Regions from separate parts of the Mus musculus genome. Here all the other regions are linked to region 2. A link is a contact called in public Hi-C and promoter capture Hi-C data. All regions are on one chromosome and are shown on one strand. The core of a region is the stretch at or near the end of the contact, and the rest is flanking DNA. Distances in the headings are between cores, read along the strand shown. Region 1 holds the start of Kcnk18 (potassium channel, subfamily K, member 18). Region 2 holds the start of E330013P04Rik (RIKEN cDNA E330013P04 gene). Region 3 has its middle 66 kb from the start of Gm19956.

What was found. A called contact is a pair of places that touch in the nucleus more often than the background predicts. Capture Hi-C pulls out chosen DNA fragments and counts their contacts.
Region 1: a promoter capture Hi-C map of liver shows a contact between it and region 2, with 6 times the contacts expected there. The contact joins the promoter of Kcnk18 here to the promoter of E330013P04Rik in region 2. A contact is called at or near these places in 5 of 39 promoter capture datasets (the 3T3-L1 cell line, the C10 cell line, the HPC-7 cell line and 1 more) and 2 of 9 other capture datasets (adipose tissue and liver).
Region 3: a Hi-C map of uterus shows a contact between it and region 2, with 5 times the contacts expected there. The contact joins the enhancer-like site here to the promoter of E330013P04Rik in region 2. A contact is called at or near these places in 11 of 39 promoter capture datasets (the 3T3-L1 cell line, 3T3-L1-derived adipocytes, the HPC-7 cell line and 7 more), 1 of 15 datasets of contacts at CTCF or cohesin (the NIH/3T3 cell line), 11 of 484 Hi-C or Micro-C datasets (the HL-1 cell line, adipose-derived mesenchymal stem cells, embryonic fibroblasts and 3 more) and 15 of 115 datasets of contacts at active chromatin or transcription factors (T-cell acute lymphoblastic leukemia, bone marrow-derived macrophages, craniofacial prominence and 8 more).

The regions. Positions count from the first base shown.
Region 1 is chr19:59,218,279-59,220,978 of GRCm38.p6, forward strand. It overlaps Kcnk18 (potassium channel, subfamily K, member 18), which reads left to right and starts at 1,370. Exons shown (of 3, transcript NM_207261.3): 1 at 1,370-1,711. The coding sequence starts at 1,456.
Region 2 is chr19:60,143,393-60,146,092 of GRCm38.p6, forward strand. E330013P04Rik (RIKEN cDNA E330013P04 gene) reads left to right here and starts at 1,283. Exons shown (of 5, transcript NR_026942.1): 1 at 1,283-1,443.
Region 3 is chr19:59,586,903-59,589,625 of GRCm38.p6, forward strand. No RefSeq gene overlaps it. Among named protein-coding and RNA genes, the nearest start is that of Gm19956, 66 kb to the right of the region's middle. Within about 2 kb of position 1,414, at least 51 of the 459 cell types and tissues checked have an H3K27ac peak or open chromatin away from gene starts, as enhancers often do. A contact at or near this core is called in craniofacial prominence, stem cell-derived neural progenitor cells and uterus, where this site is marked.

The sequences.
Region 1 (2,700 bases), core at 120-2,619, 930 kb before region 2:
TCCCGTGGTGCCCAGAAGATTCACTGGATCCTATGAAGTTACAGACAGCTGTGAGTCGTCGAGTGAGTCCTAGGAATCCAACCGAGGTGCTCTGGAAGAGCAGCCAGCGGTCTCTCCAACCCTGAGAGTTTATTTCTTCATAATTTTTAAGTATCTATTTATTAGTGTGTGCGTTCACGTGCACATGCATGCACATACCATGGAACACACATGGAAGCCGGAGGGCAACTTGCAGAAGCCAGTTCTCTCATTCCACTTGTGGATTTCGGTTGTCAAGCCTGGTAGCATGCACCCTGACCTGCCGAGCCAAGAGGCGCTCTTTTTCTAGTCACCTCAGACAGAAGGACATTGACTCAGCAGCAGAGACAATTCTACCCAAGTCCAGGTGGATGGGCAGCTCATAGACAGCTACATCGCTAAAGAAGGGTCCCTCTCCCCGGCCTCTGACGTATCCTCAGAACGGGGAGGGACCTTGTGGATGTCTCACGTGGGTAGTCACAGATGCTCTGATTCCCAGCTAGCAATAGCCACATAAGACCCAAAAGACAGAATTTCCTAACAGAGAAAGTTTCCTAACAGAGTTTCCTAACAGAGAATTTGGGAGGACAACTACATTCAAGCCAGAACACTTCACTCACCCTGGATTAGAAAGATTTACTTTCCTCTAGAGGAGGAAGAGCTCAATAAATAGTGAGTTCAGGCTAGGTAGATGACTATGTGCCTTGCCGACATGAGTTCCATCCCCAAAATCATCATTTGAAAAAAAGAAGAAAAAGGCAGGGACTGACAGCACCTGTTTATGATCCCAGTACTGGGGAGGCGGAGCCTGGGGAGGCGGAGCCTGGGGAGGCGGAGCCTGGGGAGGCGGAGCCTGGGGAGGCGGAGCCTGGGGCGTTAGAGACAGGTGAAAGGGGTTTCCAGACCAGGCAGCCTGGACTATTTGGCAAGTTCCAGGTCACTGAGAGACCCAGACAGGTTCCAGCATTTTGGAAACAGTGAGCCTATGCTGTGCTAATTCTTATTCCTGTTGTCCAGTATTCCAGGTATGCCGGGGTAAGGAGTGCCTGAATTGTTCAGAAAGAACAGTCATTTGACTAAGTACTGAATGCCAGATTTGGTACCTGGAAACCGAAGCTGCAGTTTCAGAACAGGAAAGGCAGAGCAAAGTACAAAACAATCTCTGAGGTCCTCCTAAAGTCCCCGCCAGAAACTCTGGAGCTGGTCAGGAGGATCAATAACAATTTGGGGCACTAGCAGGGGCGCCATCCCAGTTGTTTGGATGAGCCAAACATGATGGGTTCCGGCTGCTTCCCAGTCCTCTGGGAAGCTCACGCACCATCCACTTAAGGCTGGAGCCTGGCCATTCTCCGGCCACTCCCACCTTCCTCTCCCAGGCTGTATGCTCCAGCCTCCTCTACACACTCCTCCTGTCCTGCCCTCAGCTGCTCCAAGAGGATGGAGGCTGAGGAGCCACCTGAGGCCAGGAGATGCTGTCCCGAGGCCCTGGGGAAGGCCAGGGGATGCTGCCCCGAAGCCCTGGGCAAGCTTCTGCCCGGCCTCTGCTTCCTTTGCTGCCTGGTGACCTATGCGCTGGTGGGTGCTGCTCTCTTCTCCGCTGTCGAGGGCCGCCCTGACCCAGAAGCAGAGGAGAACCCTGAGTTGAAGAAGTTCCTGGACGATCTGTGCAACATCCTGAAATGTAACCTGACAGGTAGGTGCCAAGGAGCCGTTACTGCCTCGGAGGTGCCCCGGCAGGAGGCTGTGAGCAGCTTGCCTATAACATTCTCACTCCTGACAGAATGTAGGCAAATGGTTTCCCCGGGTCTCACTTCTGTTCTCTGAGTAGTGGAGAGATGAACAGACGCCCTCCCAGGGGTGCAGTGAGGAAAGTTAGAGCCATAAGCAGGTGCTCTTAAGGCCCAGCTTTCCCTTCCCAGCTGTGCCTCAGGCTCCCATCAGCCCCACCCGGCCTCCAGGCCTAAGGAGAGGGTTAGTCCCTGGAGACTTGGTGGGTTGGGCGGGATCAGAGGTGCAACTCCAGCTTTAAGACTTCATGGAATCATCTAAACTGGGCTTGGATTTCCCCAGAATGGTCATATTGATTCCTATTTCAGTCTGTTTGCAGTGGGCTTGTAGGGGGTGGGGTCAGGGGCTGGGACTGGTGATGGCCAGGTTGTTGTTTTAGCTGAGTGGGTGGGATTCGTGCCTGCAGGACCATATCCTGCGGGAGAGAAGGGGAACCCACCTTCTGAGACCAGCCAGTAGTAAGAACCCTTTTCCAGCGGAGATGAGATGCACTAGGTCTCTGCAAGGCAGGAGATGCTCGTCAGGCATCCTTAGTGCCTGTCCATCTGTATTGCATCCCTTGATTTGGTTTGGTCGTGCAAAGGAATAATCAACAGAGTACTAGAAGGCCAGAGATGAAAGATAGTCAGCAGAGCGAGAGAAAATAAAAGAGAAAAAGAAATAAATGAGAAAACAGAGCCTGCTTTCCCCTGCTCACGGTCCTGCATGGCCTTTGCATGCCAGTGCTCCCTGGGGACATGGTTTGGGGGCAGCTGGTGCTCCCCGGGAACATGGTTTGGGGGCCTTGTCAGCTGGGTCTGAGTGAAAGCTGGTCCCAGAGAGCAGAGACCCGCTCTGTGGAGGGTGCCTCTTTCTTGCACCTTTGTCATAGCGACGGTTCTACTCAGTGGCCAG
Region 2 (2,700 bases), core at 33-2,532:
TGTTTTAAGCCACTGACTTTCTAGTAAACATATTTCAGAGACTTTTGAGTCATCTTCAGAACTTTCAAAATCAACTTGAAGATGTTTTCTTGAGGATTTTCCCCTCTGAATATTTCTATAAGATCTGTTACTATTAATGTTTATCAGAAGGTGGGTTTAGAAGTGTCATAATTTTATATTTGATGACAACAAACACAAAAGAAAAACAAAAACTGCTTCCACTGTAACTTTGTCTCTTTCAGTATTTTCTGTATAGGAGTTTACATTTACTAAGGCAAAGAGAGTTATCCTTGGCTCTAAGAGGGAAAAAAATTATAAGCTAAGTCCTGAGATTATAGGGGGTTTGTTGTTGCAGTTGTGGTTTGGTTTGGTTTTGCTTTGGTTTTTGTCCCTGACATTCATATTTGTTCTACATCAAGAAATGATGAACTGGCAAGATGGCTGGCTCACTGTAAACACACTTGCCACCAAACCTCAGGACATGATGTCAATCCCCAAGACTTACATGGTGGAAAGAGAAGCAGACTCCTTCAAGTTGCCCTCTGACCTTCACAGTAGGACATGAGCTCACACACGTTCAAATAAATAAATAGAAAAAAAAATTTAAATTCAACTACTGAAGTCCCAGAGCTATGTGTAGGTCTAACATATCTTTGACATTCTGTACAATGTGAAATTGATGGTACCGTTTTTGCTGCTGGTACTTTGGGTTTTTTTGTTTGTTTGTTTGTTTTGTTTTTGTTGTTGTTATTTTGGTTTTTATTTTTCTTCCGGGTAATAGAATGTTCTTTTACCATTTAAGAAGCTTAAGTAACATTCCCACCCAGTAGACACTTAGAAAACTTTTGTTGAAGTTCAGTACTAAATAGGTAGATTTAGTTGCTCCTGTCTGTCTCAATTCCCTTTTCTGACTTAATAAAGATTTAAAATGCCACGTTTACAATCTGACCGGGATATTCTGTGGAGGATTCCCCTACAGTCACCAAACAAATCAAGACCATTTAGGTTTCGTGTAAACACTGAGATGGTGATAATAACCTATTAGAAAAGTAGTTTGGGAAGGATTGTTTTCGGACTTTTTTGGTTCGCTGTGAACAGACCTGATCATTTGCGTTGGTGCCTGACACAAGTGGTTCTCATGCGCCATCTAGTGGCTGCTGTGAAACTGTGCTGTGTCACGGGAAACCCTTTCTGAACAAGCCTTACTGTTGCGAATTCCTGTCCCGGTCGTCGGGCAGCCACTGGACACTTGCCCATCTTTCAGCCTTTAAATTGAGAGGAACCACCGAAGAACGCATGCACAGTGTTTCCCAAAAGCCCTGTATCCTTGGGAGCAACCAAGATGTAATCGGTCAGAGAAATGGTTTCTTCCTGGATCCATGTGAGTTAAACTGTTGTGGGACTGGAGACACTCGCGCCTGCAGAGTTGTGGTGACAAGCAAGGTAAGCCGGGTGACTTTTGTAACCCTTTTTCCCAGCAGAGACTACTCCTGTGTGTAGAAACCACGGCCTGGCAGCGACTTCTCTAACTCATAAAACTTGCTCTAACACACGGGGGAAAAAAGCTTCACTTAATCCAGTATCCTGTGTTGATTCCTGCCTGCGACATCTTAATTCTTACCCACGGGCAGGAGGACTGCTCTCGGCTGTGGACAGTGATGTGGATTTCACAATATTCAATAATCAGACTTTTCATGGGGGCTATTCCAGTCAAATATTGATTTAGTCAGAAAGGAGTGATAGAAATACAGCTCTGTAGGTTTATTCTTGTTAAAAGTCCAAAGTAGAGTGCAGACTTTGAGAGTTCTTCTTGCAGAAAGTATTAGCAAAAAGTAATGTCCAGGCAGCCCCAAGTGATACAAGACAGTTAGCTATGAATTTCACAAACATCATTAAATGTGTGTGGATGTAGTGCAGTACTGGAATGAGAGAAGATAACTAAAATTAAGATAAATAGCTTAGGAACTCACAGCCAGGGAAGCCGTAATTCACAAGTTTTCTAAGCTAGTGTTCTTATTGCCTTTAGGAATAGGAAGCATTGCTTCCAAAGCTGGGTTAACCACTCTTGAAAAGCATAAGGTACAAAGTAATTTACTCTCTTATTTCCAAGATTAAAAACCCTACGATAGTATTGTCCTCGCCCTTAATGCTTTCGGAGAAAACACTCATCCTACAGAAATACACATTTGTCTTCGGAACTCTGATCTCTCTCCTGTGCTGGGACTGGGGTTCACAGCATCTCAAACCCTGTTTCTCAGGCCTTATCTAAGGGTTATCTATTTCCATGGAAACACTGATCGACTTGAGACATCTCCAGTGCTCATATTTAGCAAAGTCTGTGAAGAGTGTCGATGTAGGGTATCCGATTATTACTCAAGTGAAGCCCCTGTGTCAAAAAATTCTAAGAATCATTATCTCCTTTTGAATACTGTTTGAAATTTTTGAATCCACTATCTGGAAACTGAAAGAATAAAAAAAATACTGGCTCATAAAAATAAATAAAAACTGTGGGTTTGTGTTTCTACTGTGGCATGCCTGCTAAAATGTCTACCAAGTGAAATTCAAAGATGTCCGCTTTTCTCAATGTTAAATATTCAATTTCCCAAATGTTGTTCCATGTTAAAATTTAAAGGGAGGGCTGGTTGGTTGATGGCTCAGTGGGTAAAATTGAAAGGAATTTTTTTCTAGATTTTTTTTTTT
Region 3 (2,723 bases), core at 164-2,663, 560 kb before region 2:
TGGGAACCCAGGAAGATGCCAGCATCTTTGCGTGGGAACTTGGAGAGCCCACATGAAGTCCCTATCAGGGAGAATGTCACCCTGAGAGCTCCCCATCCTGGCCTTCACAGGTGGAAGAATTTGGCGTTTTTGGATTCAGACATGGCCTGTGGCTTATGCCAAAGACAGGGAGCAGGAGCACGGAGGAAACAATCCTAGTTGTTTCCTAGAAATGTTGGGGACCAGCCTAGATCTAGAAAGGGGACAGTGTGGCTCATCTTCCTGTGCATCTTGGAAATCGCTGGAAAACTCCGGCTCAAAGTGATCCGTGCTTTATCACATCGCCACGTGTACAGTGCTTTTCAGCATTTCTCATGATGTGTTTTCAGGCTCAGATTGATGGAGGTGGGAGTCAGGCCCGGGGGTGGAAGAGACAAGGGTTTAGTAATGAGTTCGAAGTTTACAAAACACAGAAGCCAATATGGCTTCAATACGTGATGTGACCCTTTATAAGCCTGGAAACGACTCTTCAGAACTCTTTCTGGACTGACTTCAGAGTGGAGTGGCGCTGGGACACCACAGACTGACTTTGAGCAGTGGGTCGGTATTGCAGGAATTTTTTAATTTCCTGTAGCTCAGAACAGTTTTCTCCCAGGGCGCTTTCGGAGTTACTCTGCTCCGAGTTGACCACGTTGCTACTTCGGGAATGGCCCAGAGAGAAGGAAAACACCGTCCAGGAAGAACATTAATGGGATTCCCCTGGAAAATGACACCACCAAAAGTTTAGAAAAATATTTCCAGGGAAATGAGGGACCCGCTACTCAGAAGACAGAAACCAGTGACCTGACACCTCTGAGCTTTAAAAAGCAGAATAAAATGGAGTCACTTACACTTCCCAACTGAAAGGAATTTGGGAAAAGCAGATTATTATTAATTATTTTAATAGCTTCTTAATTAGCCCTTCAAACAAGTTTTTAAAAATCCCCAAAGGTGTCTAATTTGCATGACATGTTTTTACTTTTCTGTGCATTTCATTAACAGCCCCCTTAAAAAAAAAACCAACAAGTGAGACAGGGGAGCAATGATTTTACTAGATGGATTTGGAAAAGAACTCAAACTTCTTCAGAAGCCCATGTGTCTCGCTTCACCTCAGGGGTGTCTCATCTGTGTCACCCCAGGGTGCTCACAGGAGGTTATATGCTTTTCAGAATTCACCGAAGAGCTCCCTCAGAGTCACCATGACCCCGCAGAGCCTGACTGGCTCCAAGGGGCGGGGCGAGGCGGGGGTGGGGCGGAGGCGTGGGCGGGGCAGTTGATCCTTAGGCCAACAATTAATCTGGAAGATAATGGACTTCAGCCGCATCAGTGGGCACATGACCGGTCAGGAGGAGCTGACCTGGGGACACTGAGAGACCAGAATGCGGATGTCTCTCACAATGTGTGAAACGAGGCAGAAAAGTGGCACATTTGATTGAGAACAGAGACAGCACGGGAAAAGTCAGCACCGCCCGCTTCTGGCGGATGTGCGGCTGGGAAGCTGGAGCAGACACTTAGCAGCCCAGGGCATAGTGCCAAAGGATGGACTCAGACCCCTGGGAGAGCTGGGCAGGAGGGAGGAGCTGACATAGCTTTCCTCTGGTCCCCCTTTCCTCTCTTCCTTCTCATCGTTGTGACCAAGGGCACTTTCAGTCTCATCTAGTGTGTACCGGATCTGGGTCAAGATCTTGGCTATATCATCTCCCTAAATGTTTTCTACCCTACCGGGAAAATGAGCTCCACTATTTTCCTCATTTGGCAGAGAGCAGCTGTTTAATAGCTAACTTTTAATGAGCAGTTACTATGCAGCAGACCTTGGAGTCTATCAGTATAAATTCAGTTATCACAACACCCACCCATTCTACAAGAGCTTCCCTCCCACACTGGATTTTCCAGTGAAGAAAGGGAGGCTCAGAGAAGTTAAGTGACTTACCTTGGTCACACAACTTATGAGTTGCCCATGTCAGACTTTGGATCCATGTTGAATTTTACGGACATACCACATGACCTGTTCTCTTCCAGGCAGCCCTCTCTGATTTTCCACAAATCCTAAGCCAAGTTTTATTATTTGTGCTGTCTTTTGAAATTCGATTTCTCTGTCCCTGACATATTTTCCTGACTGTATTCTCAACATGCTCCAGCTCAGTATCCGAGTGTTGTACGTATTCAAAATCTGCACCAAACAAGCGTATCATAAGAAGCAACTTTAGCTGTGAACTTGGACACTGGAGAAAGTTACACTTTAGCCGATTGGATGTTGTTGGGCTGGGGGGCCAGCACTGCTCATTAGACTTCAAGGTGATTTATCTTTCTGCTTTTTTTTTTCTTGCCTACTAATGGAAAATTCTCTCCAAAGTCACATTAATTAGCACTCAGAGGCTGTTGTAGCAAAATCTTCCCAAAATAGCCCCAAGTACATCTGCAGGAGGGGAGAAGGGCTGAGCCTCTGATGAGGTATGTGGATTTGACAGGCAGAGAAAGCTTGAAATAGGCAGACTGGCAGCCTCCAACTGCCCTAGAACATGGGTGGGAAATGGCAGCTCCAGGATGGAGAAGATTTTGTGTTTACCTGAAGACCACAAGGAACAGGCACACGGAAGCCGTTGTTCCTTTGTCCAGAGCAGGAAAGGCATGATTGACGCCACCTATCACCAGATGCAACAGTTAAGAAAACCTCTTCCTGGTAAGAGTGGGCCCTCAGCAAACAT